Regions from separate parts of the Mus musculus genome. Here all the other regions are linked to region 1. A link is a contact called in public Hi-C, HiChIP or PLAC-seq and promoter capture Hi-C data. All regions are on one chromosome and are shown on one strand. The core of a region is the stretch at or near the end of the contact, and the rest is flanking DNA. Distances in the headings are between cores, read along the strand shown. Region 1 holds the start of Slc38a2 (solute carrier family 38, member 2). Region 2 has its middle 11 kb from the start of Gm33149. Region 3 overlaps Gm32840 (a long non-coding RNA gene). Region 4 overlaps Slc38a4 (solute carrier family 38, member 4). Region 5 has its middle 87 kb from the start of Gm32840.

What was found. Promoter capture Hi-C pulls out the DNA fragments that hold promoters and counts their contacts. Hi-C and Micro-C count contacts between places; a contact is called where the count stands out from the background. HiChIP or PLAC-seq counts read pairs in DNA pulled down with a chosen protein or histone mark.
Region 2: an H3K4me3 HiChIP or PLAC-seq map of embryonic basal ganglia shows a contact between it and region 1, with 4 times the contacts expected there. The contact joins the enhancer-like site here to the promoter of Slc38a2 in region 1. A contact is called at or near these places in 2 of 39 promoter capture datasets (the 3T3-L1 cell line and embryonic stem cells), 2 of 484 Hi-C or Micro-C datasets (embryonic stem cells and liver), 9 of 115 datasets of contacts at active chromatin or transcription factors (VIP interneurons, acute myeloid leukemia, craniofacial prominence and 6 more) and 1 of 9 other capture datasets (embryonic stem cells).
Region 3: a contact with region 1 is called in a Hi-C map of Sertoli cells, with 2.6 times the contacts expected there. The contact joins the enhancer-like site here to the promoter of Slc38a2 in region 1. A contact is called at or near these places in 1 of 39 promoter capture datasets (cranial neural crest), 1 of 15 datasets of contacts at CTCF or cohesin (the NIH/3T3 cell line), 2 of 484 Hi-C or Micro-C datasets (Sertoli cells and nephron progenitors), 1 of 115 datasets of contacts at active chromatin or transcription factors (heart atrium) and 1 of 9 other capture datasets (adipose tissue).
Region 4: an H3K27ac HiChIP or PLAC-seq map of cardiomyocytes shows a contact between it and region 1, with 4 times the contacts expected there. The contact joins the enhancer-like site here to the promoter of Slc38a2 in region 1. A contact is called at or near these places in 2 of 39 promoter capture datasets (the 3T3-L1 cell line and 3T3-L1-derived adipocytes), 1 of 15 datasets of contacts at CTCF or cohesin (the NIH/3T3 cell line), 1 of 484 Hi-C or Micro-C datasets (nephron progenitors) and 1 of 115 datasets of contacts at active chromatin or transcription factors (cardiomyocytes).
Region 5: a contact with region 1 is called in a promoter capture Hi-C map of liver, with 5 times the contacts expected there. The contact joins the enhancer-like site here to the promoter of Slc38a2 in region 1. A contact is called at or near these places in 9 of 39 promoter capture datasets (the C10 cell line, the HPC-7 cell line, cranial neural crest and 5 more), 15 of 484 Hi-C or Micro-C datasets (the 3T3-L1 cell line, B cells, the G1E-ER4 cell line and 11 more), 14 of 115 datasets of contacts at active chromatin or transcription factors (bone marrow-derived macrophages, cardiomyocytes, craniofacial prominence and 10 more) and 3 of 9 other capture datasets (adipose tissue, liver and pancreatic islet).

What each region holds. Positions count from the first base shown.
Region 1 is chr15:96,696,620-96,702,237 of GRCm38.p6, forward strand. It overlaps Slc38a2 (solute carrier family 38, member 2), which reads right to left and starts at 3,109. Exons shown (of 16, transcript NM_175121.4): 1 at 2,789-3,109; 2 at 1,996-2,198; 3 at 1,563-1,644; 4 at 1,303-1,418. The coding sequence starts at 2,111.
Region 2 is chr15:97,148,457-97,154,074 of GRCm38.p6, forward strand. No RefSeq gene overlaps it. Among named protein-coding and RNA genes, the nearest start is that of Gm33149, 11 kb to the right of the region's middle. Within about 2 kb of position 3,100, at least 35 of the 459 cell types and tissues checked have an H3K27ac peak or open chromatin away from gene starts, as enhancers often do. A contact at or near this core is called in VIP interneurons, embryonic basal ganglia and embryonic forebrain, where this site is marked.
Region 3 is chr15:97,099,676-97,105,293 of GRCm38.p6, forward strand. The region is part of intron 3 of Gm32840 (a long non-coding RNA gene); the gene reads left to right. Gm32733 (a long non-coding RNA gene) reads right to left here. Exons shown (of 4, transcript XR_384402.2): 4 at 2,850-3,464. Among named protein-coding and RNA genes, the nearest start is that of Gm32733, 5.3 kb to the right of the region's middle. Within about 2 kb of position 2,721, at least 58 of the 459 cell types and tissues checked have an H3K27ac peak or open chromatin away from gene starts, as enhancers often do. A contact at or near this core is called in heart atrium, where this site is marked.
Region 4 is chr15:97,001,183-97,006,800 of GRCm38.p6, forward strand. Slc38a4 (solute carrier family 38, member 4) reads right to left here. Exons shown (of 16, transcript NM_027052.3): 13 at 4,638-4,762. Among named protein-coding and RNA genes, the nearest start is that of Gm32840, 40 kb to the right of the region's middle. Within about 2 kb of position 3,484, at least 70 of the 459 cell types and tissues checked have an H3K27ac peak or open chromatin away from gene starts, as enhancers often do. A contact at or near this core is called in the NIH/3T3 cell line and cardiomyocytes, where this site is marked.
Region 5 is chr15:96,954,669-96,960,286 of GRCm38.p6, forward strand. No RefSeq gene overlaps it. Among named protein-coding and RNA genes, the nearest start is that of Gm32840, 87 kb to the right of the region's middle. Within about 2 kb of position 2,538, at least 7 of the 459 cell types and tissues checked have an H3K27ac peak or open chromatin away from gene starts, as enhancers often do. A contact at or near this core is called in liver, where this site is marked.

The DNA of each region.
Region 1 (5,618 bases), core at 1,859-4,358:
CTACAGCACCAGAGTAAGCTGTTAGAGTGGACTCCCCAGAGCTCAAGGGTGACACCGTTCAGTTTTACTTTCAGTTACGAAACAGAGTTACCAATGACCACATTGGTAGAATTTCAAAAATTGTTCCCAGTTTTTCTGGCAAGAGCCGGGAAAGGGTTCCAAATATTTAACTTTGATTCCGGCCGTTCAAATTCCCAACAAAACCTGAAATTTCAGGATGTTCTGTACCAAGGCCACGCACGTTTTTTTTTGCAAGGACCCCCCCAAATCTTCATCTTGATGCTTCTAGTTACCCAAAGCCAGACTTTAACATCTGTGTGGGGTCTGACAAAGCAGAGCTTTTCTCTCAAACATTTTTTTTTATTATGCCGGGAGAAAGTCATTTGAGTGCTAGATCCCCATCAACTAACCAAAATTTCTCAACTGTCACAAAAAGGGACAGCTGTCGAGTGTGTGCACTTCCCATTGGTGCAGAGGTTATGGTGAAGTCAGAGGCGCCTCCACACAAACTGTGTCAGCCATGATCTACAGGCAGTTTGAAAATCTCAACACAGAACTACACACTCAAACACATACATGCTTTTGTATTTGGAAACAGCCTTTTTTCCCCCCCTCTTACTACTGCTCTGATGGCCCGGGGAATCGAACTCAGAAATCAATCTGCATGCCAGGCAAGCCAAGCAGCCTAGTGCTGACCTCTAGTCTACCACTCTTCCATCATATCAACCACGGGTAAGTGACCCCCAAATGGGTAACCCTCCAAAACATGACTTCTGGAGGTTCAGCCAACTAACTTAAAAAAAAATTAGTAGACTCTTACTTAGAAGTCAGGCACCAATCCTATGTATCCGGAAAGACTTTTTAAAAAGTGAATTTGCTCTTTAGCATCCAGAAAATTATGACTCACTTGCTCTTAGACAAATATGATCTGGGCTAGGTAAATACCACCACACCTTATACACCTCCAACCTTCTTTTCCTTATGTCACAGGTTCTAGGGCGAGACCGTCAACTTATAAAACCCATCTATTTTACAATTAACAATACCTTCTGGAAAGGCTGGCCTTAACCGGTCAGTTTTAAGCGCTATCCCACGTTCTGTCTAACTTGCTTGCACGAGGACGTACAATAATAGCAGTAAAACAGAGATTCGGATTTCCCATACTTTCAAGCTTAAATTATTTTTAACACCGACTACTTTGAACCGCAAGTTGCTTTTTTTTTTTTTTTTTTTTCCTGGAGCCAAGAATATGTTTATCATATTAACTGCCCTGCACGGCAGGCACCACTTACACATACTTACATAAAAAGAGCAATTCCAGTATTAGCCATGGCATAAGAAAGCCCAAGGATTCCACTGCCCACAATCGCATTGCTCAGATTAAATACTGACATTCCAAAGGAAGTAGTACCTGGATGCTACACAGAGGGAAACGATAACCAAACATATAACAATAATTAAAAGGAGAAAAACCAGCTTCGGGCAAGTCAGATTTGAAATCTAAAAGTAACACTATTCTTTGACTCCATAAAGCCAAGCACATAACAGTACTGTTAACTTACAAAGTCTGTTTCGTACTTCTTCTTCCCCAAATTTGATTCAAGTAAAAAGTTCTGGTTTTCGGGATCCACGTCGGCATAATGGCTGCAAACACATAATTTTTTTTTTTTTTAAAAAGGCCGTTGTAACCCAACTGAAAGATACGAAAACTATAGTTTACATCATGTAAAGCCCTTCAGTTCTGCTTAAGTTAATGCATGAACTAGGTGTTCTCGAAGGTAATACCATCTGTCATGCAGTAACAACCGGGTAATTTAGCAGGCTACTCTCTCCGGGGCTGTGAGCCAGGGGAGACCGAGGCTTCGGGTGAGCCTTCTGGTTCCTGGGTGTGCGCGTTAGCCTGTAACCGATGAGCAATCCCTCCAGCCCCGAGGCACCCGTGTGTGCAAGCTGGCTTTTTTTTTTTAATTTGCAAAGCACATTTCTTTTTCCCACCTTTTCAGAGCAGCCTGCTTGGTGGGGTATGAGTAGTTGAAGTCACTGTTGGAGCTGTAACTGCTGCTGTCCTCATCCGGGGAGATGTTGAACCTTCCCATTTCGGTCTTCTTCATGCTGCTCGGGAGGGACGGACGGTGTGCGGCTCGCTCGCGGCGCGGGCTTCCTTTTGTCCTTGGCGGCGCACTGGCCCTCGAGGCTGCCTGCGAAGGTAGAAGGCGGCGCGTCAGGACTGCGGCGCGCGCCCGCCCGCCCCCCCCCCGTACCACGTGACGCCGCCGAGCGGCGCAGCGCGGCTGATTCATCCCCCGCCAGGCGAGTGGAAAAGTACCAGGCGAGCGAGGGGCGGGGGCGCGGCGAGGGGCGGAAAAGTACCGACGGCGGGGCCGCGAGAACAAAGATGCGCCCGCCGAGGCGCCCCTCCAGCCGCCCCGGCGCTGAGCCCGGTCCCCCTGCCCCAGCCGGGGCTTGTTTACAGGGCGCACGCCGAGCCTAGCCTCCGGCAAGCCGGGGACTGCCCCGGGTACCCGGTCACCCGCCCCTCCTCTACCCCGGGAGGAACTGATGCAATACCGAGGGGCGATTGATTGTCAAGCCCTCGCGCGGTTCGCCTTGCCCCACGCCCGGACCGGACGATTATTTTCGAGGCACAAGACCCGATTGCAAGCAGCCGAGCGGCCCGTGCGCGATTCCCCCTTCCCCCTAACGGGAGGCTGTGGCCGGGTGGCCGCAAGCCCCCGCTCCCGCCGCCGGCGCCGCCCGCGTCCCCGCCGCCGCCCCTCCCCCGCCTCACCTCGGTGCTCTCCCTGCGAGCTGGCCCACCTCACGGCAGCGTCTCCCGTGGGCTGTCTCGGTCACACACCAGAATTGTAAAACGAGGGAAAAAATGTAACAGTGACGGAGTCCTTTTCTTTTATTTTTTTTAATAAAAAATTTTTAAAATTTCCCCGTAATCCAACAACAGGCAGAAGAGGTGGATTTTTTTTTCCTCTTTAATTATTAAAGAAAAATGAAAAAAAAGAGCGGGGAATGGCGATCACGATCCTCCGGCGGAGATTGAGGGGTAGCGGCGCGGGCGACGGCGTGGCGCGGTGTGGAGCAGCTTCCCGAGCGCGAGTTATAGCGGCGGGGCGCCGCGTCAGTGGGCGGGGCGCGGGCGTTCGCCTTTGTGTATCAACAGCACCTGGGCTCCGCCTCCCTCCCGGTTGCCCCGCACCCCGAATCGGGGGGCCAGCCGCACCCCGCTTCCCCGCGGCTCGGGGCACTGCAGCCCCGTGGGTGGCCGCCACCCGCGGCTGCTGTAATTACGGAGCCGGATCCCTTAGATTCCCTCCCAGCCCGGTCTCCAACGCTGCGTTTCGGGGACGCAGCCGGCGAGTGTGCAGTACCCTACCCTCCCAGCCCCCCCCCCCATAACCATTCCCAGCCCGTGACTTAAGATTTGATTTACGTGAAGGGTTTTTTTTTTTTTTTTTCTCCCGCAGAACTTGGGCGGGCGCTGCCACGCTGCCCAGAGGGCCGGTTTGTGTTCTCGATCTTTCCACCTAGATGTGCTTTCACTCTCCAGTGCTAGCCTGGTGGTGAATGAGAGGCGGCTCGCAGTTGCGTGTCGGCATAGACTTTTGGGTTGCACGTGCCACAGCGTACTAGGGAGGGTTTGCGTTTGACCAGCAAGCCAGACACACCTTTAATAAAAGAACCTCGGGCTGGGTTCTTCCGAGGCCGCCCAGGGGCGCCCTGTTCCCTCTTGGTGGACACTTTCCCTCCTGCTACCACCCCACCCCTGGTGCTAGCGTCTCCCCGGGCTTCCAGCGAGAGCGCCCTCGTTGGAATGTAGGCCTGGAGCTTTCTCTACAGCCCAGATCCCTCGGTGGTGCTTTTGGTCTTGCAGAGCCGGGCGGCTCAGGGGGACCCCTAGACGAGAATATTCGGTGCTGCCGGAATGGCGAGGGCCCTTCCCTTTCGGTTGAACAAAGACCCCCGAGGAGAGCGAAATGCTGGTTGAATGAAAGAATAAACAAACGAGTTTGACCTGGTGCTCTCTTCCTTTGGGGGACGTGGGAGAGATTGGGCTGGGCATAGAGGAAAGGGTTGGGTGTGATCACACTTTTTTGCCTTCAATGTTTTCCTGAGGAAATCTGCAACACTGCCTATTTCCGTGGCACGAAAGTCTTGGGGTACCTTCAGCCCGTGTCAGTGTTCATGATTGACAGGGCAGGACCCTATTTCCCCTTTACACACTGTGTTCTTCATCCTAAACCTCTGGTCCGGTCAGCCATACTTAAACAATAGCCTTAGAATGAATGCTGCACGTCCCCTCGCCCCTCTCAAGGGCGGTGGTCACTCTAGACCTAAGGAGCCAGGAACGCCTTTTTTCGGCTTGCCTATAATTAATGCTCCCCTCCTCAGTCCTACTTTTGCAGTTCTGTTTTCTAAACCATGTGGTGTCCGGACTTCATAAACCTGTGCTGTCTTGCACAGTCCTCAGATTGTTCGAATTTGTTTGTAGTCTTGTATCGACAGTCTCCCCATGGAGACCGAACTCTCCTCAGAGGGGAGGTTAGGAATCTGACATATAATCGTAGCTAAAAAAGTCTTGATTACCTTACCCCGCCCCCCTCCCAACTGCACACCCTAGTAACATCGGATAAACTCCTGTCAGGAAACGCTTGGTGGTGGACTCAGGAATCCTGGGAAATTCCTTTCTATCAGGTTTCAACTGATAAAACTCAAAAGATCTTAAACCACTTTTTCATTCTAGGTAAATCTCTTGCCCTGTTAGAGGTATTCAGGAAGTTCTGTAGGTTATTGGTTATGGCTGCAATTTGGAATACAATTAGACCTATTGTCCTTTGGACTTTTTCCATGGTTCATACTGCAGGATAGTTAAGGAGAGAGGTGGGGAGGGAGAGAAGGACTGAGGGGAAGGGAGAGGAGAGGAGAGGAGGGAGAGGGAGAGGGAGAGGGAGAGGGAGAGGGAGAGGGAGAGGGAGAGGGAGAGGGAGAGGGAGAGGGAGAGGGAGAGGGAGAGGGAGAGGGAGAGGGAGAGGGGAGAGGGAGGGAGAGGGGAGGGAGAGGGAGAGGAGAGGGAGAGGGGAGAGGGGAGGGAAAGGGAGAGGGGAGGGGAGAGGAATAGATTTGGAGGCTTGTAATCTTTATCTGAATTTCCGGATGGTCAGAAACTGAATAGTACGTGACAATAACAATGCAAAGCAAAAAGGTGATTTTTCTATCACCACTTTGATTCTTCCCAGTAGTGAATCGAAAATGCGCGTTACTAGGCCTGGAGAGATGACTCAGTGGGTAAGAGCGCTGGCTGCTCTTCCAGAGGCCTCAGGTTCAGTTCTCAGCAGCAACATGGCAGCTCACTACTGTGCCCTAACCTGGTGAACAGGGAGACACAACTCTATCCCAGACACACTTACTCTATTAATGGCACGTCCTTCTAAAGCGGCCTGGTTTGTGTAGCGATTTATACACTGGAACTCTAACACTGCCATATTTAACTCCATCTGGGGGGTGGGGGGTGAATCGAAAGCCGTCTTCTGTCTTCTGTGGCCGTGGCCACAGCACACACCCGGTGCACAGACGTACACACAGGCAAAACTCCAATACACCTAAAA
Region 2 (5,618 bases), core at 1,850-4,349, 450 kb after region 1:
CATAGCACCAACTCAATCCAGAATAAAGCATAAACCTCAAGGCTCCACAGACAGATCAGCCTGAGTCTGTACTCGTGGAAGCAGCAAGAAGCAGCCAGAATACCATCAGGGGATCTTTGTACATTTCTCGATATGAAGTCATGACAACTGATAATCAGCAAAGAATGGCAAGGCAAACCAATGCCGGAGCCCCATCCACTGTCTGCTGGTTATACTTACACTCTTTCCAAACATCACATGACCTCTCACCAGGCAGCTTCCAGAAAAACACCACGTATCTGTTCTCAGCAAAACATCCTCTTACGTGTCTGCTTCAGCAAACCATCTTCTCGTAAGGCAGCTTCCAGAAAAGCATCGCGTGGCACAACCGATTCTCCCATGAAGCCAACATTTCCCACGTCACCCTTCCACGATGATAATGGACTAAACCTCTGACTTGTAAGCCAATCCCAATGAAGTGTTTTCCTTTATAGGAGATGCTCTGGTCATGGTGTCTTCTTCACTACAATAAAACCCTAACTAAGACAAAGACCAAACGGTAACTTGTGTGATCAGTGATTACATTAGAATAGCTGAGGAAAAGCTATGATTTTAGGAATGAGGTAGGAGATTGGTGCCCTCAGGGCCCTCCTCAAGAGTGTGGAGGCGGAGTTGAGCATGAACATCAGGGAAGAGGTGTCACCACTCTGTCCCATATGCTGTCATCAGTGTAAAATGGATATGTTGGTGACTATCAAATATCCATCTGCTTCTCAACTGGTATTCGGCTGCCTATTTGACTTCTGAGAAAACCAACCGTCGGGAGTCAGATGCACTGTTGCATGAGGTGGTACACAGAGGACATCTTGGAGACTCGTGGAATTGTCTCTTGGAGACTCAGAAGTCCGACTGTTAAATACACGGTCTCCCATCAGGACCAGCTGAGCGGATGCTTGAGGCTAGATGACAGCTCTGCAGAAGAACCCTTTACAGCGTCTGGCAGTGTGTGTTTTTTTTTTTTTTTTTTTTTTTTTTGGTTTTTCGAGACAGGGTTTCTCTGTGTAGTCCTGGCTGTCCTGGAACTCACTCTGTAGACCAGGCTGGCCTCGAACTCAGAAATCCGCCTGCCTCTGCCTCCCGAGTGCTGGGATTAAAGGCGTGCGCCACCACGCCCGGCTTGCAGTGTGTTTTCAACCTGACATAAATGTTAGCATCAAAGCTGCTGTTAGATCATGAGTCTCTTCACCTGTCGTGACGCCACCTATATATAAGTGAAGATGTCTTCGGTGTGTGTGTGTGTGTGTGTGTGTGTGTGTGTGTGTGTGTGTGTGTCATATGTGTTTGTATGTGTGCAGATGTGCACGTCCATGCATGTATATCAAGGCCAGAGGAGGACGATATCAAATGCCTTTCTGGGCCACTTTCTATCTGATTCCCCTGCGATGGGGTCTCGTTGAATGTAGAGCTAGCCTGGCAGCAGCAAACCCCAGCCATCCTCCTGTCTCTACCCCCAGTAGCACCAGGGTTGCACGCACACAACCATGCTCAGCTTTCCAGTTGAGAGTTCTTGAATTTGAACTTGGATCCTCAAAGCTTGCATGGGAGGCACAGGCTGTCTCACTGAGCCACCCCAACCCCTTCTGTCCATCTTTTTTCCCTAGCAGCATTCCCTCCTCCACCCACAAGCCTATGTGATGTAGCCAGCAAGTCTCCTCTTCAAGGACAAATTATGTAAATAAGGAAAGCCACTGCATTCATTTTCTATAACTGGGCATTAAGCTGCTTCAAAACCCACAGTTACACACAAATGAGACCACACTCTGGGTGATACACACTTCTACTCAAAGCCGTTAGGTTCGATGATTCTATGAAGAAGATAATTTTTAGGAATACAAATTTCATAATGGATAGAATTTAGGATGTAATTGGGGGACCGGATCAGTTACTTTTCTGTTGTTGTGACTACTGTCAGCTTGTGGAATGCATCCTTTGTTTTGGCTTTATCGCCAGAGGGGTGAGAATCCATGCTGGCATGGTGGTGAGAACAGAAGTCTGAGTGCTCACATCCGAAAAGGCAAGCACAAAGCAGAGAGAGAGCAGCCTGAAAATATCTGAAGATTTTTACTTCCAAAGCCCACTCCCAGTGACATACCACATCCAGCAAGGCCACACTTCCTAAATCTCCCCAAATGGTGTCAGTCACTGAAGACCAAGCATGCGCGTGCCCTACTATGGGGGACATTTTTCATTTAAACTATGACAGGGCTGTCACTTAAAGTTAGTGTTTATTCAAACTTAAAGGAGTTGAGGAAGATTTGGGGATGAGCATGTGTGTAGGAATGAAGTCAAAGAAGAAAGGGAACAAGGCAGGCCCTGGTTGATTTATAGGTAACAACGATTTTTGTTGCCTAGAAGCTCTTTAATTAAAAAAAAACAAAATAAACAAACAACAAAAACAAAAACACCGGGCAGTGGTGACGCACACCTTTAATCCCAGCACTTGGGAGGCAGAGGCAGGCGGATTTCTGAGTTTGAGGCCAGCCTGGTCTACAGAGTGAGTTCCAGGACAGCCAGGGGAACACAGAGAAACCCTGTCTCGAAAAACAAAAACAAAAACAAACCAAAAAAAAAAAAACCAACCCCAAAACCAAAACCAAGATGTATTTATTTTTACTTTATGTGTATGGATATTTTGTCCACCTGTTTGTGTGTGCACTACATGCATGCAGTGCCTGCCAAAGCCAGAAGGGGGCATCAGATCTCCCGGATCTAGAGTTAAACAGGCAGGTGTGAGGCTCAGGTGGGTGCAGGGAGCAGAATCCTAGTCAACTGCAAGAGCAGCCAGTGCTCTTACCTGCTGAGCCATCCCTCCAGCCCCACACCTACGGGTTCTTGACAGGTGCGCTTGAGGGTGACTTTCTAAGTCATCCTTGAATCCTGAACAGGATCCTAATTGGACACGTTATCCAACAATCTGCAGATGGCACCTTATCTGTCCTGGCCTCCAACGGTCTGTCCCATGAGTCTTGCTGAGAGGTGAGAGAGCAACTGGAACACACCCTTCCCCTCCGAACATTCCGCCAGCCAACTGCTTCTGAGTCAGCACATTCAAGAGGTCCTTGCAGTCCTGGATTGTGAGCTCTGGTTTAGCCTATTAAGGACTGTCTTACTTGGCTACTTTGTGACGTCAGCCTTTGACACTCAGTTACCCATTTTGGGGTGCACCATTGGAAAATACAGTCTCATAATTACTTCAGTATTTACATTCTTCAGCGATGAACCACAGCAGTTGAATAATGCTGTTTAAGAATTAATGTTGGTAGGTAAAAATGACAGAGCACCGTGAAGAGACCCAGTGATTTGGAAAACAATTTTCAGGAATCCCCTTGTGCGTGATGACTGGGATGTGGGAGGGTGGGTGGGATAGGGGGTGAGATGAAACAGACAAGCAAAGTAGCTATTGGGTGCTCTGGGCTGCCATGCACTCCCGGAATTTTCCACTAGGTAGTAGGTATTCAGGTCACATAGACAGTGAGATTTCCTGCAGCGTCGGTACAGATAAAAAGGCTGTGCGGCTTGGTAATAATCGTGCTCCATTTAGGCAAGGCACAGAATGGTGCATTTTTACAGCGATTGTCTCCGAAGTGGTGAGAGATGCTTCCCGGCGCAGGTTTTAAGTATGGATTCATTAGTGCCCCGAGAACAACAGGAGGCATCCTGAAATGCATCTTAATGAGAAACGAGGACTGACAGCTCATTCTGAGACCACTTTAAAGCTGTTGCACGGTGGTTGTTTCTTGGTTGAATTTAGAAATAAATAAAACCTTCTTTCCCCCAATATTTTGTCTTCATTTTCTAGGAGTGGCGCTTTCGGACACTCATAACATACACTAAATATCCATCGTGTCTATCACTGATTGCTGGGCTAAAAGAGCAGCCCTCCCTTCCCTTAGAATAAGCTGAGGAGGGATTCATGCAATCCCAGTCTAATGTGTGTGGAGCGGAGGTGAACGATTGTGTCCTATCCGTGGGATGTCTGTGGTTCTTAGGCTCCTGAGCATCCGCACTGTCTAGCCATTTGTAGTTTGTCTGCTGAGTGAGCTCTTAAGCCTTTTAGGAGATACTCTCCTCACTGTGGAATGCTGTGTTTGTAGAAAGCATTTTTCTTTCACTCACTGCACATCAGCAGAACTGCCTCTGAGCTACGCAGGCAGACATACTGGGACAAGCGCAAACAGGGCTGGCTGGTGCAGCGTGGGGCCAGCCTTCGTCAGAGAAGCACATGACCAAAGGATGGAGCCACTAAGGAACTGCAGTCTCTTCCCTGACAAATAAGATAGAGGATCGATTGAGTCCAGTGGAAGCCTGATAAGCTACACCACCCTTCCTGGAAAAGGTCTTTGCAAAAATAAACAAAACAAACGGAACAAAACATGTCATTAAAAATTTTATGTAAATTTCAGAAAGCACGAGTTGGCGCAAATCTCAAACAGTTTTTTTTCTCCATCTTGCTTTGTTTGGTTTTGGGGTTTGGGGGGTTGTTGTTGTTGTTCTGTTTGCTGTTGTTTTCGTGTATTTCTCTTTGTGAGAGAAAGATGGGTCTTGGCAGCCTTAGAAGAGGCTCTAAAACAACAGGAGAGGGTTGGGCTGGGGCACAAATGGTGGAGCACTTTCCCACCATGGGTAAGACCTCAAGTTCAACTCCAGCCATGCAGGAAAGGGAAGGGAGGGCGGGATGCCAAACGGGAGAAATGGCTCTGCAACTGGATCTTCACTTTCCTCCACCCACTTCTATCAGGAACTCCATTCCCTTTGGCTGACAGTACTCGGGGCTCAGAAACCCAAGTGCAGAGGGAGCCTAGCAAGCCTAGGAAGAAAAACGACTGCAAGGCAGAGCTAGGTGGAGTCCCCTGCTGAAGCAAAGCCTGCGGGGCTCAGGGTATGTGAGCTGGGATGTCCACGTGACTGACACACACGGTCAAGATGTATCCTCTGGGATCTGGGTGGAGGTTATCATGCCCAGGGGCTTGAGTGGTAGAAGCTACAGTCTGCAGACTAATATGGTGCGTGCATGCACACTGGGAAGGCTGGGCGCCCAGGTGCACCCACGGTCTCTAGATGACAGCTGCCCGTTGCCCTGCCAGTACTAATCTTAGTGACCTGTGGGGTGGCGCCACTCTTTGGGGGGTTTTTGGTCTTTATGTAGTCAAGCTAAGAATCTTTTCCTTTCTAAATCTTGGCTCCTCCGTGGCAGTACATTTCACCTTCAGGTAATTAATCTCTTTGCTCTAGGATCTTAGCACCAACCGTGAGGAATAACCATAGAGCCTCTCCAGTGCTGCTGCTGCTTGGGTGTGCACCTCACAAGACATCCCAGATTGCCACCATTGAGGCTTGCTTTCCACAGAGCCCTGGCATGAATATAAGACCTTCATTACATCACCCCAGTGGCCTTCCATCCAATCTCCAGTAAGACAGTCTGCTTGCTACCTGAGACCGTTTTGGAATTCCCTTTCCTGTCCCAAGTTCTATCTGCACCTTTTCAAAGTCACTGAAGTCATCTCCGAGAAGTTCCAGGCTGCCCTGGTCTTCTTGTTCTCTGAGACCGCTTTGGAGTTGAACCTAGTGCCCCATTTCCA
Region 3 (5,618 bases), core at 1,471-3,970, 400 kb after region 1:
GAGGCTTCCTGGTGATTTTAGATGTGGTTTCTGACCTATCTGGGCTTGGTTCCCTCATCTCTAAGACAGGGAAAATATTTCTCATTAAGGAGTTAGAGAAACAATTGATGAGCTAATTATAACATGTTTTGCCCGAAGACTGGCCACACAGGGCTGGATAATAAAGGCCGCTCTGTAATTGCAGATGCTTCTGAAAGCTGATCAGTGTGGTAATTTGCAAGTTAACATTTTAGTTTGGCTTTGTTTTCTTTCCTTGCAGGGTTGTGTTGTGAGGAGGCTGCCTATGAGGTGGACATTTTGATAGGAAGAAGGGATTGGCACGAATCCCACCACACACAGTGCTTCAAGCTCAGAGATGTCAGCGTTGGGCAGCACATGGAAGGGGGACCACAGAAATGCAGCAAAACCCAGAAAGGATTTATGGGGCGGGAAGAACCCTGAAGATGGCTTAGCCTTTCCAGTGTCTTTCCAGAAACTCAAAATCATTCTGTTTGTGAGAAATCAACGAAGAATGGCAGGGTAGATATAGATAGAGTAAGGCTAAGGGCAAGCTAAAGGCAGGCTAAGGGCACTAGGAATTTGGAAGGAGTGGGAAGCCATGAAGATGTTTTAAAGAGGGAAACAATGGTACCTTGACTTGTATTTTACAGGCTACCCTGGGAATGTGTGGGCCATCACTTTCATCTATCCTTTGTCGCACTTCTGCTTGAGTTACTAGGTATCATTTTTCTACAAAGGAGAACCATCAATAAATTGAATATCATCAGAATGAAAGCCACAGACTAGGAGGAAACATTTGTAAGCCCCAGATCCAACAGATTAGTGTTAAGGATCTATGGTGAAATTTCAAAAGGTAGACTAAAGCCATTGACAAAATAATCAAATTAGAACTGGCCAGAAGGGCCAGGGATACAATGCAGAAGTGGTAGGCCCAGGGTGACCTAGTCCCACCTCACTCCCATAGTTGTAACTATTGTAAATATTATAACTATTGTAACAATAGTTACTACTTGCTGCTACACCACCTCACTCCCATAGTTGTAACATTGTAAATATTATAACTATTGTAACAATAGTTACTACTTGCTGCTACACCACTTCACTCCCATAGTTGTAACATTGTTTACTACTCGCTGCTACACCAGGCTCTGGCTCCCGCCCTGGGGATCTGCACTTAGGTCGCCATGCTGCTGCAGGGGGCACTTTACCCTCTGAGTTCACCATCTCCCTATCCCACTGTGCAACGTTTTCCAGATGACAAAGTTTTTAGAACTGGAAAGCAGGTTAGCAGTCAGTGCTGCTGGTGCAGATGAGAAGAGGGTGGCCCTGGGAGAGGGAAGATGGGTGACTCTGTAAAGGACAAATTGAAGGATCTGTATAGTGTGGGGACCTGGCTGGTGCTGTGGACACGGAGATGCCTGGGTGATAAGACTGTATAGGGCTAGGAACTTACACACCCTGGGTAAGGTAGACACAGACTCCGCCTCTGCTATTTCTCTGCTCTTTCTTATTGTTGCTGTGATCTAAGATGGTTCAGTTGTTGTTGTTGTTGTTGTTGTGTGTGTGTGTTTGGGGGGGAGGTGTCTCTCTGTTGTGTGAGCATAGGCCTGAAGCAATGGTTCCTGCATTTTATTACTGGGGCCTTCTGGGGGCTCCATTAGCAGCCTCCTGCTGGAGCCTCAGTGGGGCCTGAGAGTCACAGCTCATCAGGTCCTAAGATGCTGCTGCTGATTAGCCTAGGAGCCATTGAGAAGCTCTAAATCAGGGCCTCATTCCAGGGCGCCTAGGTTTGTGTCTGTTTTTCTTACAAAGCCCTGGGTGTCTTTGCTGGCAAAGCCAAGTCTTTGAAGAATGTTACCCTTTGTTTAGGCACCACAGAGGTGAGGGTAAGGAACATAGGCCTCCAGCTCCATCCTGGAAATGAATGATAGGGGTGTCCTCAGGGTGGGGCCCCAGCCACCTATTTCTCAACGGGCACATCATACTTAAAGCTTTATGAAGCTTCATCCCATGCATGTTGAAGTTTGAGGATGAGTGGATCAGAGGGAGAGAACAGGAGAGGATGTGAGGGAGACAGGATGTTTGTATTCTCTGTCAGCAGACAGAAGGGCCCTCCCAGGTGTATTTCAATTAGCAACAGGATGTGGCAAAGGGAAGGCTGAAGTGTAGCTTCTGTGAGGGAGTGGTCATTAGCCTTGATCAAGGACCTCACCTGCAAACTCAGATGGCCAGATCTGTTAGCTCCTACACAGCAGGGCTGCCCTGATTAACCAAAGGATCCATCAGAAAGCACACAAGGAAGAAAGCCCATGATTGGCATTAAGGGACGGTCAGTGGGATTGAGCAGTACCTATTGTATGTTCATAAATGACCCAACACCGTGGTCCAGGGAGGAATTCAGACAAGAAAGCCACGTTCCTGGCTTTCAAGAGTCTCTGACCTAGGCCCAGAGCGGAAGCCATCTTTTGAGCAGTTCCCTCGCACACGGAACTCTCCTGCTCCATAACTGACGTTGAGTTGCCTGTTGAAGTCCACTCTGTTCTTGTGAGGGTTCGGGAATGCGAGAGCAGTGTTTGGTTTCTTGGCCTTCTCCTATTCCTAGCTATGATGTGAGATGGGGCTGTCAACAGTGAGAGAAGCAGTAAGCTCAGGGTGTGCACACAAGTGTGTTTAGTACCAACCACAGGCAGACAGCACATCGCTGCTGCTCTATTTATGGGACAGGGTGAGGATTGGCAGGGGACCAGCCCAAGCCTGGCTTGTCCCTGCAGCTACTCAAGTTCATGTAAAACCAGAAGACATCTACTTATTTGTTCTGCCCACAAATCTGCCAGTAAAATACATAACCAGTGTAATATATTTCAACACAAAATTATACCGTGTTCAACACATTAATGGGAGATTGACAAACCTCAAAATTTTTTCTCTTTGTTGATAGTTTTTCGAGATCTGAAGTTTCTCACCAACTTCTGACCTTGTAAAGAGATACTTCAAACATAGGGATGAACCTGGGTGTCGGGATAGAGTAGTCTTCGGTTTGACCTTCCAAATGCCACCATTTTTCTATTTGGTGAAGTTGCCTAAATGTATTAAGCCTCAGTCTTCCTATAGGCAATGTGGGTTAAAGTGCCTGCCTGAAGTGGGCAATTTAAGAAGGGACAATGACAAGCGTGACAGGCCTGGCATGCATGGGAACACAAACCAGTTCCTTTCTCTCCACACTGCAGATGAGTTCTCTGTCTCAGCACAGTGTGCCTGAAAGTCGTGATCCACCGCAGTCCCTCTGCTTTCTTGCAGTCTCTTTTCTCGTTGCTTCCGACAGCATAAAGTTAGCCCTTAGGAGGCTGAGTCAGCTCGACCCTGGTTGCCAAAAGCTCTTAGGCGCCTTTTATGGTCTGAAAAATGATACTTGCGCCTGGAAAGCATCCAAGTCACCAAGACACTCGAGCTCATGTCTGGCAGCTCTGTAGATAACAGAAAACAAAACGTGAAGGAGAACAAAATTATTGTCATCTGCCTCAGAGGACACAACAAAAGTTCTGACTACTTTGATCAGTAGGACCCGAGTCTTCTGGAATATAGAGTTAGAATAAGAAGATAAACTAGGGTCCTGATTGCTCATGGCCACCATAAAGATAAAACCGTGGGCTGGGGATGAGGTCTGGAGGAGGCCGTGCCACACAAGCCTGCGGATCTGAATTTGGATTGCCAGAAACTATAGGGAAAAAAACAAAACCAGCCATGGCAGCCTATGCTCGTAATACCAGCATTTGTGGAGACAGGCGAATCTATGACACCCATTGGACAGCCTGCACAGCCAAATGCATGTGCTTAGGACTCCGTGAGAGACCTTCTCTCAAAAAGTCAAGGTGAAGACTCCCCATGCTGAGTTCTAGGCTCATATGCCTGTGTACCCATGTACATGCCTGTCTGTGTGCACAGTCATACTAACACACACACACACACACACACACACACACACACACACACACCAGGAGTCAGCAACATGGTTCAAAGAGTAAAAGTGCTTCCTGACATGCAAGCCCCTATGACCTGAGTTCAATCCCTAGGATGTAAATAGTGGGAAAAGATAACCAGCTCCCACCAGTTATCCTCTGACGCCCACGCACATGCCCCACATACATACACATACAAAATAAACAAATAAAATGTTAGAATTGATATAAAAAAAAACCCAGAGTTTCCAATTTCAATGAAAACAGAGCAATCAATAAATAAGAAAAGACTTGCTGCTGGATATAGTTTCCCATGTAATAATTTAATTTTTGCATGGGAATTATAATTAAATTATGAGTTTGCTGAATATGAATTGGACAACCAGACAAAATGATTCCAGGAATTGACTCATAGAACAATGTATGAAGAGCCCATAGAGAAGGAAATATGGGCAATTATGAGAGTATTACCAGGCTGTTCTAAGCACGTTCCATACAACTTATTCCCGTTTATACATTTTTACTATGGAGCCGCAAGCTGCCTGGGGCAACCTCAAATGCTGAGCTTCCTCTACACTCCACCCCAGACTCCTGACTAACTGGGGTGTATACAACTGTAGCTGTTGTGCAATCCTAACATGAGCCCTCCAACAGAGAACTAACTAGCAATGTATATTTGGAAAAATAGTTTTCTGAAATGCCAACATGATACAGCTGATGAGAGCCCTGCTGACATTCAAACCCAGGGAATCTGACCCAAGAGATTTGCCTCAGGAGGAGTATTCTGCTTCCAAGGAACTGAGAGGACAACTCAGTGACAAAGACTGGAGTTCAGGCCTCCAGACACCAAGGAAAGCTGGATGCAAGAGCTCATATCTACAATCCCAGTATTCCTATGGTAATACGGTATTGGAAGGCAGGGAATCCCCAGGGGCCCAGAGGCCAGCTATTCTGGCATATGCATTGGTGAACAAGAGACTCAGTCTCAAACAAGGTGGAAATTGAAGACCAAGAAAGCTATGACTGTCCTCTGACCTCTACGTGGGCACTGTGGCATGTGCACACCTGCACTCACACATGAACAGGACACATACGTGTGCATGCATGCATACACACGCACACATAATAAGACACAAGGAGGACATGTTCACAAGGTCCAACATGTGCCTAACAAGAAGGAAGCAGATGAACAGAAGAAAAAAATAATTGAGAAATAAGAACAGAAACTATTGAGTAGAGAAAAGTTCCTGTTAGGTGTAGGGGCATTTCTGATACTAAGGTCCTATTTCCCAAGATTAGTTATTGATCTGTCAGTAAAGAAAGCCATGGGCCAATTGTTACATGGAAGGAATAGGCAGAACTTCCAGGTCCCTGGAGAGAGAAAAAAGAACAGATGCAAGAGAGGGGAGGAGAGTTCACCATGCCTCTGATGAGGAAAAGCTGACCGGCCATGTGAGACCCACAGCTGCTTCTATGGGTAGATGGTCAGGGATGTTGAGCAGGGACTAGATTTAACTGAGTGACTAAGGTTAGGGCAGGTGGGAGGAGCAGAGATAAGAATATCAGCAAGAGCACACTTTTCCAGCCTGGAGATAGCTGCACCCAGCAATTGTGCCAAGAAGGCAAGTTGAAAATAAACAACGGAGTGTCTGTGTCTTTTAT
Region 4 (5,618 bases), core at 2,234-4,733, 300 kb after region 1:
TCTGACTCTGGGAAGCGAGCTGAATGTAGATCTGTGGTACCTGAAGACACAAAGCTTTTGTTTTTTGATTTGTTGTTAAAATGATGCACTGGAAACAACAATGGCAACAACAACAACAAACCAAAAAGAAAAGAAACAAAGCAAAAACCGAGTCAAGGGTCGTCCTGTATGTTCAGGGTGTCTGAGAATGGACCCAGTTTCCTAAGGTTACGTGGTAGACTGAGGTTTGGCCGACCGAACCAAGAAGACAGAAAAGCAAGAATAAATTAGAGCAAAGTTGGAGTGAACAGCGAGGGCTTTGCTTTCACCACGAGTGAGCGGAGGAAAAATCCTTCACAGGACTGAAGGAACAAGAGGAACATAAAGAGTTAATGGCCTCCTGAAGAGGGCAACAGCACCAGGAAGGAGGCCTGCTGAGAGCGGACGGGCAGTGGAAAGGGTTAGAAGGGAACGCTTGTTCATTCCATGTCACAGAGCCACCTTTAGGGGAAAGCGGATCCAAACAGCTGGGGCAGCTCCGTTTACCCATGTCAGGACCAAAGAGGCAACTCAACCCTATTACTCACAAGGCCCTGGGGCTCTTTCCCTTACCCACGTGCCCCCTTTTCTACGGATGCAAGCGGATGAAGATATAAAAATGTGTGTGGGAAGCAGGACAGGGAAGCCCCTAGCACCAGCCAGAGCCCCTGACCCAGAATGACTTTAAAAGTTTCCATGCAGTTTAGGCAGGTCAGTTGTTCCTACACAGTGTCTCCAGCCCAGTGTGGAGGTCATGGATTTGAAACAGCCTTGACTGATACCCTCAATAAGCTCGGATTCTCCCACTGAGTAGAAATGACTCCTCCATCATGTTACAAGGCTGCCTGGGCATAGCATTTTCGGAATACCAACTCTACTGGGCTTCCTGCCAGTGCCCACCATATTGGCATGCCTGTGTCGGTTCACGCCTCAGAACAGGAGACCTGAAGGCGGTACATGCAGAAGGGACGATTGTTCTGTGAGAAGATGAAATAGAAGTGGATAGAGAGCCTGGGCAGTGATCTTCTGAACGCATTATAGATAGAACATGAGCCTGTCCACTTAGGATACACTATAAAGGTTACTTGCTTTTCTAGTCTCTGTGGTTAGTTAGTAAGGTGTGAACCTGATTGCATGAAGCACAGTTATGAATGTCGCCATCCATCCTCTGGAAGGAGGTGCATTCCATAGTGGACCCCACCACCACCACCACCCCCCCCCCCCGCAGCCCCATGCCTAAGGAGATTCATGTGAAGCTGCTAAGGGGAGGTTAGCATCAGTTAATTTGGCCTCCACATCTGCCCAGCAGACATCACAAACGGCTCCTATATACCTGCGCTAAGAAGATCAGACCCAACCTAACTTGAGATGACAAATGGGATAAGAGAAAATGGAGCAGACAAACTCTTATCCTGTCGTCTAATAAAGAGCCTGGTTACCATCTGTTGCAAGGGAAAGAATGCCAAATACTAGTAGACTCGAACCCAGACTAGGTCTCTTTCGTTACTTGTATGTGGGACTATGAAGGCCAATAAAGACCTTTCTTGGTGATCAAATGTTTCTGAACGCACAGATCGCCATCCAAGAGATCCATCGCCATGTGGCATCCAGGAGAGCCACACCCTGTATTTGATTCACAGAAGTCCTGCCCTCAAGTTACAAGAAGCAAATAAAAACACTATCCGTAACAACTCTGTAGGGGGAGGTGCTGATACGAAGGTCTGGTTCTCTGATTGGTTCATGATTTTGTCAACAAAGAAGGCTGAGAGCCAATTGATGAGCAGAAGGTACAGGTGGGACTTCCGAGTCCTACGCGGCAAAGGCAGATGCAGGGAAAGAGAGGGAGCTTTTCTGTCATGCCTTGGAGGAAAAGGGACCCTGCAGTCATGTAAGGTCTTGAGGACGCTAGGGACAGCGGCCTCCGCTAGGAGCGGGTGGCCAAGGATGTGGCGGAGAGACGGGGTATAATGAATTGATGAGGGCATGTTTTTCCAGGCAGGAGATTCAGTGCCCAGCGATTGCTCCATGAGAGGCAAGCTGTAAAGTGACTAGCTGAATGTGTGTTTTTTCATCCACAGATTCAAAGGTCTCTGGTGGGGCTGGTAACAAGATCCCTCCTGGGGAAAGGGTCACAGGAGTGGGCTAGTGGAGCTGTTGACTCCTGGAGGATAGAGAGGAGCCAGGACAGTGTTGGCGGCTTGGCAGACCTAAGCAGGGAGGAAAAAAGTAAGCCAGGAGGTGCCAGAGCGCAGTCGCAGCTCCGGGGCAAAGGCGGTAGCATGGTTTTAAAACTACATGCAACACAACCCTGTCAAAATCATATCAGAATTTGGCCTTTTAGAAATTGTTTGGGACAAGGCAGGCACCACTCCTCTTTCTCTGTCACTGTCACGGCCATTTGATTTGCTCGCCCAGATCCATGTTCCCATGGGGTTAATGGCACATGAATAAACCAGAAAATCAGTTGATACATTCCAGGAAAGGCAAGATTCATTAAAAAAAAAAATCCCATTTTTCATATCCAACACTGCCGGTTCATCCTCTGTGCGGCCACTATTCTGTCAGAGACTGGTAACATTTACCTGTAATTGGCAGTGAAAGACCATGTTGTGCACAATGTTATACTGCTAACAGAAAGTGAGACTACACAGGAAAGGGTGGGCATTAGTTATTTTCTGGATGTTGGTTCTTATGCCCAATTTGGATCCTAACAGCATCCCACACTGACAAACAACTATAGTTCCCGACGATCAGATCTAGCCCGGGACATTTGCTCTTACACAAGGTAAGAGTTTCTCAGGGAGGTTTGGATTTTCAAGATGTAATATCTTTCGAGGCTAGCTAGAACTCCCCATTCTGGCATCAAGCCTAGCATTAGCTCACCAGTTATCTGCTAGACAAATGACCACAGCCACATCCATCAATCTCTGGAGACCATGGCTCAAAAACACTGTATTAAGGGCCTCTGTGTAAAGCTAAGTAGAAGTATGTAACAGATTCCCTTGCACAAGATAATTAAACAACAATGCAGGTGTCTCTGGTACGTCAAAACTTCCCTCTCAAGTCTGAGTTCTTTTGAAGCTGAAGTTCCACATATGACCTGCAGAATGCTCTCTGATATATTAGAGGCCAGGCGTTATTTAAGTGTCAAGTGCTAGCCACGATAGTGGCAGGGATTTGGTTTCATGTGCTCATGGAAAAGGAATGTGCCAAAATACACTTTCAGCACACAAGCTGCACTTAAAGTGACCACGGCACATTATTTAAGTGGCTCGCTGATGCCGAGTCCTGTGCAGAACATTTTGTACACAGCAAGGCTGGCTACTGAGTCGCTTATTTTTACATCGCTAAAATGGATGAGTAAACTGAATGTTTACAAAAGGGACAGAGTTGGCAGGGAGGTGAAAACCTGTGTTTGTCCCTGGGTGCGGCTCACACCCTCACCAGCCCAATGCTGTGAACCCAGGACAAAGCGATACCCTGATTAAGCCAAGAAGCAGGGATCCCAAATGCCAGAAGGCACGTGTCCACTTTGGGGGAGAGGTCAGAAAACAATCTCTTCCAATATGTTATCTAATGGGTCTCCTTCCCATCACCCATCAAGATGCCAGAGTCAATAATCTGACCTGCAGATGCGGCATCAGCACAAACCGAGGCACAAACTGAAATACCATCAAAGCAAGACGCAGTGTGATCTTTAAAGTTTATATGGCTTTGGCTCTCTCATTTCCAGAGTCATAAGCACTTCTATATATTTTATTAGTTTATAGATAACAGCCCAAGCTCTGGGGTTTTTTGTTGTTGTTGTTGTTGTTTTTGTTTTGTTTTTTAGATTTGAATTCATGGGGCTGGAGAGATGGCTCAGAGTTCAAATCTCAGCAACCACACAGTGGCTCAAAACCATCCGCACACCTTTAATCCCAGCACTTGGGAGGCAGAGGCAGGAGGGTTTCTAAGTTCAAGGCCAGACTGGTCTACAGAGTGAGTTCCAGGACAGCCAGAGCTACACAGAGAAACCCTGTCTTGAAAAAAAAAGGAAGAAGGAAAAGAAAAAAAGGAAGGAAGGAAGGAAGGAAGGAAGGAAGGAAGAAAGAAAGAAAGAAAGAAAGAAAGAAAGAAAGAAAGAAAGAAAGAAAGAAAGAAAGAAAGAAAGAAAGAAAATGAACTGTGACACCTTCTTCTGGCACATCTAAAGAGAGCTACAGTGTTCTTACATATATAATAAATAAATCTTTGGGCCAGAGAGAGCATGGCTGGAGCGAGCAGAGGTCCTGAATTCAATTCCCAGCAATCACACGATAACTCACAACCATCTGTACAGCTACCGTGTACTCATATACATAAAAACAAAACAAAACAAAACACCCAACCAAACACAAAATAAATAAAAAAAATAAATTTGAATTCATGTATTTTTCTCATACTTTAAAAGCAGTAACACTGCTATCTATCTATCTATCTATCTATCTATCTATCTATCTATCTGGTCAACCTTAAGTTGTCCTACATTCTATGAGAAAATAATAATGGGCCCGGACCCAGAACTGCAAGCACATAGAAACCTAAGTTCACACCGAGTCAGAACATTGCCCCAATTCTTCAGAACTCCATGTACTTACCGGGAACAGCACGATGGGCACGGTCAGTGTCACTGCCACCAGGACTGCCAGGCGCACCATGAGAAGAGCCGTATCAAATGTGTAGACCTTGCTGTAAGCATGCAGCAGCTCGTCTTCAACGTCCCCTGAAAGATGAAGAGTTCGGGGGTGGGGGTGGGGGTGGGGGTGGGGGAGATTGCTGAGTCAGCACCAGCTCCTCACAGAAGCGTGTAGCAGTAACAGGAAGAGGCCCAGGCCGGCCTGGGCCTTCAGACAGCTCAGAAAGCTGTAGTGTAGGGTGAAGAGCTGCTAGGAAGCTTCTTGGGATAGTTTGCATCGTTAATAAATTTATATCTGCTATGAAGAAGCAGAACAAACCAGGACGACGTGTTCCTGTTAAGGGGGTGAAAAGCCCAAGCCCTCCCCACCAGCTTCTGCCCACACCACCACTGTCCTCCAATCTGTCTGTCTGTCTGTCTGTCTGTCCAGCTAATCCTTATGCAGCTTCTTTGTACTCAGCGTGGAATTTTTAGGACTGCAACTCTGTGTGCTCACGTGCATTTGCGCATGTGTGTGTGTGTGTGTGTGTGTGTGTGTGTGATGTGGAGGCCAGAGGCTGATGTTGAGATGTTTTCCTCAATCACTTTTTTGTCCTACTTTTGAGGCAGGGTCTCTCACTGGACCTGGAGCTTTGCATTTTGGCTAGACTGGGCTGTCAGCCAGCAAGACCCTGGGCTGGGTCTGTTTCCCCAGTCCTGGCACTGGAGTTTCCGACTCATGCCTCCATACCCAGCTTTTACACAGGGGCTGGGGATCCAAACTCAGGCCCTTGGAGGTTTTAAAGGTTGTTTATCTTACAAAAATCATTAGACAAACATGCAAGGATGAATCGATGTGATTTTTTTTAAAACTGGATCCCTCGGCCATTTTACTCTAAGGTCTGTCTGATGCCTTCTTTGAAGACAGCCATTCAGAATTCCAGACCCAAACATACATAGATAC
Region 5 (5,618 bases), core at 1,288-3,787, 260 kb after region 1:
CTCTGAAACTTTTTCATTCCAAGTCTGACTCTTTAGAGTTGAATTTTAACCTTGAAATATTGGGACATTTCTATATGACACCCTCTCTGTGCATAAGAAACATCACGCTGATTCTTGGCTTCTTTCCTATTTTTATATTCCCATATTTATTTATGTGTGTGGGTAGGTATGCACCATGGTGTGTGTGCAGGGGATCAGAGGGCAATCTACAGGACTTGATTTTTCCCTTTCCACGATGTAAGTCTGGGGATGGAATGAGGCCATTGGGTTTGGTCATCAGTACCCATTGAGCCATCTCACTGGCCCCGTTATGTCTTTAAAATGTTGTTTTGAGAACACAAAACACTCTATACAATTTTACAGGTCATTGAGCTGTCCGAAGGCAAATACCCATCAAATTACTGCCCAGCATTTTTTTTTTAAGAAAAGGAAAATCTAGTAAAATACCCAAGAAACCCTGTGTGCTTCCTCCTGGGCACTGCCTTGGGTCTCTTGCCAGCACTGCCCTTGATATATCACGGTGGATTAATATTTATCAACTAGCTTGTCTCTCCATGGCATTTATGTGAATGAAATGATTCAATGTGCATTTCTTGTTGGGCACTTCTGATGTTCAGCATTATGTTATAAGACGTATGTTTGTCATATGAAACACAGTGGGTTCATTCTCATTGCTACACGGAATTTTTTTATTTACTGTTATCATTTTATGAATCCACTATCTAGTCAATGGGCAGTTGAACTTGGTTTGCATGTTCATGTATTTTCCAGAGCGCTGTGATGAGCTGACTTGGGTGTATCTCCTTCTGCATCCTACCTAATAGTACATATACAGCGCAGAAATGGAAATGCTGTGTGTTTTTAATTCTGGTAAACAATAGCAATAGTTTACAAATCATTTGTGTCAATAGACCAGTTTAGGAAAAGTTCACAATCTTACCGGTGAGTGCTAATTTAAAACAACAGTATGAATCCCACCCCTTTCCCAAACGTATTTAGTCAAATGTCCGTGTTCTGGAAGAAGAATCTCATGGGTAGTGTTTGGATTCTTTAGGTTTGGACTTGCAAAGCCCAAACCATCAAACCATCAGACAAGGTGGGGCGGTATTGCCCAACATGTGTTCTTAGTGACGGCATCCAGTAGGGACCGATGGATGACACACCCAGTAGTACGAGTGTGCTGAGGTCACATGGTATGGTAAATGTGAATAAGGTTTTGTATAAACATACATACAGTATGGTATAAGAGAGAAAAAAAAGAAGTTAAGGGTGAATTAAAGCAAGAAGAGTTGAGATGCCTGGCCATTAACAAGAGCCAATAACGATCAAAGGAGAGTAACACTTTAATTTTGCACTTCAGGTAGTTTTATTCTAGTAGTCTTCCCAAGGGCCCTAATAAGGTTATCTTAGTGCACTGGCATTGCCCAACCCTTCTGTTTTCTTTGAAGCTTGGCAACCCTACCACAGCCTGTTTTAGTCTTCAACTATTCTTTCTCTTCCCTAGGAGGACAAAAATATGTTTGTAAGTATCCAGAGACTCCCTCTGTCATGTATATGAATATATGAACTATGTCAATGTATCTCTTACTTATCTATGTATTATGTACCTATCTATGAACCTATGTATGTATCATCTATCTATCTATCTATCTATCTATCTATCTATCTAACTAACTAACTATCTATCCAACTATATATCTATCCAACTATATATCTATATATCTCTATGTTTCTATGTATGTATTTAACTATGTATCTATTTATCCAACTATGTATTTATGTATCTACCTATGTTTCTATGTATCTATATATCTATCCAACTATGTATCTATCTATGTATCTTTCTATGTATCTATCTTTCTATGTATGTATGTATGTATGTATGTATGTATGTATGTATCTATCTATCTATCTATCTATCTATCTATCTATCTCTACACGTGGTCTGTTAACCTTTCTAAATTTGTCACAAACCGTCTGTATACATTTTTCCACATATTTTTAAATGACTCAATCCATGAATCATTGCAATGATGAGGTTTTTCCCTAAGTTACAATCAGTAAGAAACCACAACAACTGAGTTACCAGCTTCTGTCAGGCAGACTTTCCTAACTCTGGCGCTGTCAGCCTCTAGCTCCCTCATCATTCCTGGGGTGTTGGCATTTCCTGTCTCTGCCCTTTCTACCTCCAAGAGCACCAGACCTAAAGAGAAGGTCACCTGTGTATAGAAATTGCCTCCCACAGTTACATGGCCTCTAAGATAAGGATGCAGACTGGGACATTAATGGGTCACTGAAGATACTGGGCTTTTGTTCTGAGCCCTTGGCTTGCCCCCACTCTCCTAAGGCTTCCTTGTTCTCTCACTCACCTGTTCGGCATTTGTTAAGCGGATTAATACTTTAACTCTACTTTGGCTTCTTTAAAACATTTCAAAGGGCAAGGTGACATTTCCGGTTTTCGTAGCCTAGTGCAGTTCTCTCTGAACATATCAGACAACAACCGACCTGTTAATCTCCACAAGCTTGTATAGTCTATTCCGTTCCTGTTCTTTGTTTCCTTCCCCTTCACATTAGTTATAAAGTAATGAAGCCTAGATCAATAAGTTTGGTCTCCAGGCAACAGAGAAAACACCAATCAATTTAATCTTATGAAGAGCCCTTTGTAAATCCAATTCTTTAGAAAAACCTTTGTACTTAGAAAATGATAAATAAAACAAGCTTCTAAACATTCTTTTTGTTTGATTCTGTTTATGTTCTACATGTGAGATCATAGGCGCACAAAATACTTCATAATATTAAATAAAAAGATTTAGTGTTGAGTCGATCAATATTAGAACTTTACCAGGTGCAGCCAAACATTTTTATATTTCCCATTTCTTAAAAAAAGAAAAGAAAAAGGTAGGGCTCTAACTCTCTAATTGTCATAAAAGACAAATGCTACAGACTCATTTCCCACTAAGGAAGTTGAGGATACATGAAAACCAGGTTCCAGAAGAATTCTAGAATAGATCTTGAATTACAAAAACAAGCAAGCAAACAAAAACTCTATGAAGGATACTGTTGGGAAAGTTGGAGAGATTCAGATAAGAACTGAAGACTGGCAATTAACAGTATGCATTACTAAATAAGAACGACTGGCGCCTTAGAAGTAAACTCCCAACTCTAAACATAAGGAGAGGTGAGGGGGTGAGAGGAGAAGACAGAGATGGTATACGGAGTGTGTCTGTGTGCCAGTGTGTGCTGGTGTGTGTGTGTGTGTGTGTGTGTGTGTGTGTGTAAACAATTGTGACAAGAGACAAGTCAAGTGCTAAGTATCAAACAATTGTTTCATTACACTTTCGTAAAACATTTCATAGCGAAATAATGAAATGGCAAAACAAACAAACAAACAAACAAACAACAGGAGCTTCTCTCCTTCTCTCCCTTCCTGAAACCTAACACATCTCTTCAGTGAAACAAGTATCTATCTGTTTCCAATTGTAGATAAATACGATACATGATTCCAAATCCACTCTGGCCTAAAATAGGCTTATGTTACTGGTTGAAATCTAATTTGGATGTCAGGCAAATGGCTGAGCACACAGTAGGCTTACACAGATCCCAGACTCTTTGCCCTTCGGCCTTTCCCAACAGTTCTCAATGGATGTTGAAGGTGCAGACCGGACGCATTTGGTGGTGACGTTCAGCAGGTGAACGCAGCGAGCGGTCAGCATCGAGGACCATGAGGGAGTGCAGGGGACCGTGTGAATGCAAGCAGAGAGGTTCACAAACGGCTGCTCATCATTGTGATGCATTCTTGGTCACACTTATCTTTCTAAAACCATTTCTCAGAAATGTCACATCTCAGAGACAGAAAAAAAAAATGACACTGTATTCAGTGACTTTTTAGATGGTTTTCTTCTTGGCTCTGAGACTTCCTTTTGTTAACACATCCCCAGGTTTTCCTGTGAAACAGGTTTACTGTTCTCTTCCAAGGTAGAAAATAGTTTATTTGGAGTAAAGCAGTGGCTATGGTTTCAACATCAACTGAAAGTTGCCAGTGTACGGTTTAAATATTGGACATTCAGAAAGAACGTCAGGATCGTCCGCCTGATTCAAACTGTAAAGGCAGAGTGAGAAGAATACTTGAAACCAGACTTCTCCCTGAGAATTGAAACTGTGTATCATTTTGTTCATAAATATGCCTCAAGAATAATTCAGTGTCACTCAGTGCGCTCCAGCATTTCCTGGCTCTCTATCTCCCTCTTTCTATTTTTAACCAGTAGGTAGTAAAAGCATTGACAGCACATCTTCTTTTGAATTATGAAGAAACAATTCTGTATAATTACTTAGAACATTCTTGAGGTCCCTTTAAGCATTTCATTACCTATAAGTTATGGGTGTGCCGTGTATGAGAGAGAGAGTGTGAGCGTGTGACTGTGTGTGTGTGTGTGGGGGGGTGTAAGTGTGTTTGTGCCCTTGAGTGCAGGTGATACTGGAGGCCAGATGAGGGCATCAGATCCCCTTGAGCTGGAGTGACATGCAGTTGTGAGCTGCTTAGTGTGGGTGCTGAGACCTGAGCTTAGGTCCTCTGGCAGAGCAATTGGGCTCTTAGCTGCCAAGCCATCTCTTCAGCCCCAACAGTCACAGGTTTGAATCACATTCTAGGGGTATTTATGTGTCTAGAAGTCATTTGGTTTGCAAATTAGAAATAGCTAGCTCCAGATCAGACAATGTTCAAGAGAAAGTGATGTGCTATTGCTCACCAAGACCAGTGGCTAGATTTGCATATGTAAAACAAATTAGTATGCCTCATTCTTCTTTGGAGAAGGGCCCTGCAGTGTGGTTTTGTCTGATGACAGCATGGCTGCCAGTTACAAATCCTCCCCAGATGGTTTTGAGCGTCAGTGAGCTTGGGTAGCATGGCTGTAGAGTATAGATATTTTTCCTATCTTTCAAAGTCGTTTTGGTTGCTCTATTAGGAGGGTTCTCTAGAGGAACAGATCCAATGGGTTGTGTGTGTGCATACATATTCATATGCATGCGCACATGCTTGTGTGTGCACATGTGTGTGTGTACATGTGGTGTGTGTGTGTGTGTGTGTGTGTGTGTGTGTGTGTTTCTGTTCAAAATTAAGTTAGCTTTAGAATAATGAATCAAACCTGAGAAGCTGAGAATCCAGCAGTTAATTGGTTCTTGAGGCCAGGTAGTGGGGGAGAGTGGGGCACATCACAGAGTTCCTCAGTGCACAGGTGACATGCCTCAGTTGTCCCAATCTGGAAGCTGCTGGTCTCCAGTCCACTTGGAAGGTTGGGAGGGCTGGTTCCACTGTCGCTCAGTAGAGGCATCAGCAGCAATAGCAACAAGAGTCCAAAGAGGGAATGTCACTTGGTCAAAAGGAGGGAGAGCGACCTTCTGCCCCACCCTGTCCATCTAAGCACAGGTTAGCCCACAAGCAAGGTAAGTCTTCCCACACCAACCAACGTAGTCAGAACAGGTCTGCGGGTGGGACTCCCTACTCAGGTGATTCTAATTTGTAGCAAGGTGACACTAAAACCACCTATGACAGAAGAAGCAAAGATCCAGTTTTATTCTCAGATACACAAATTAAAAACTAAATTTTTCTTAGAGTTGATGGG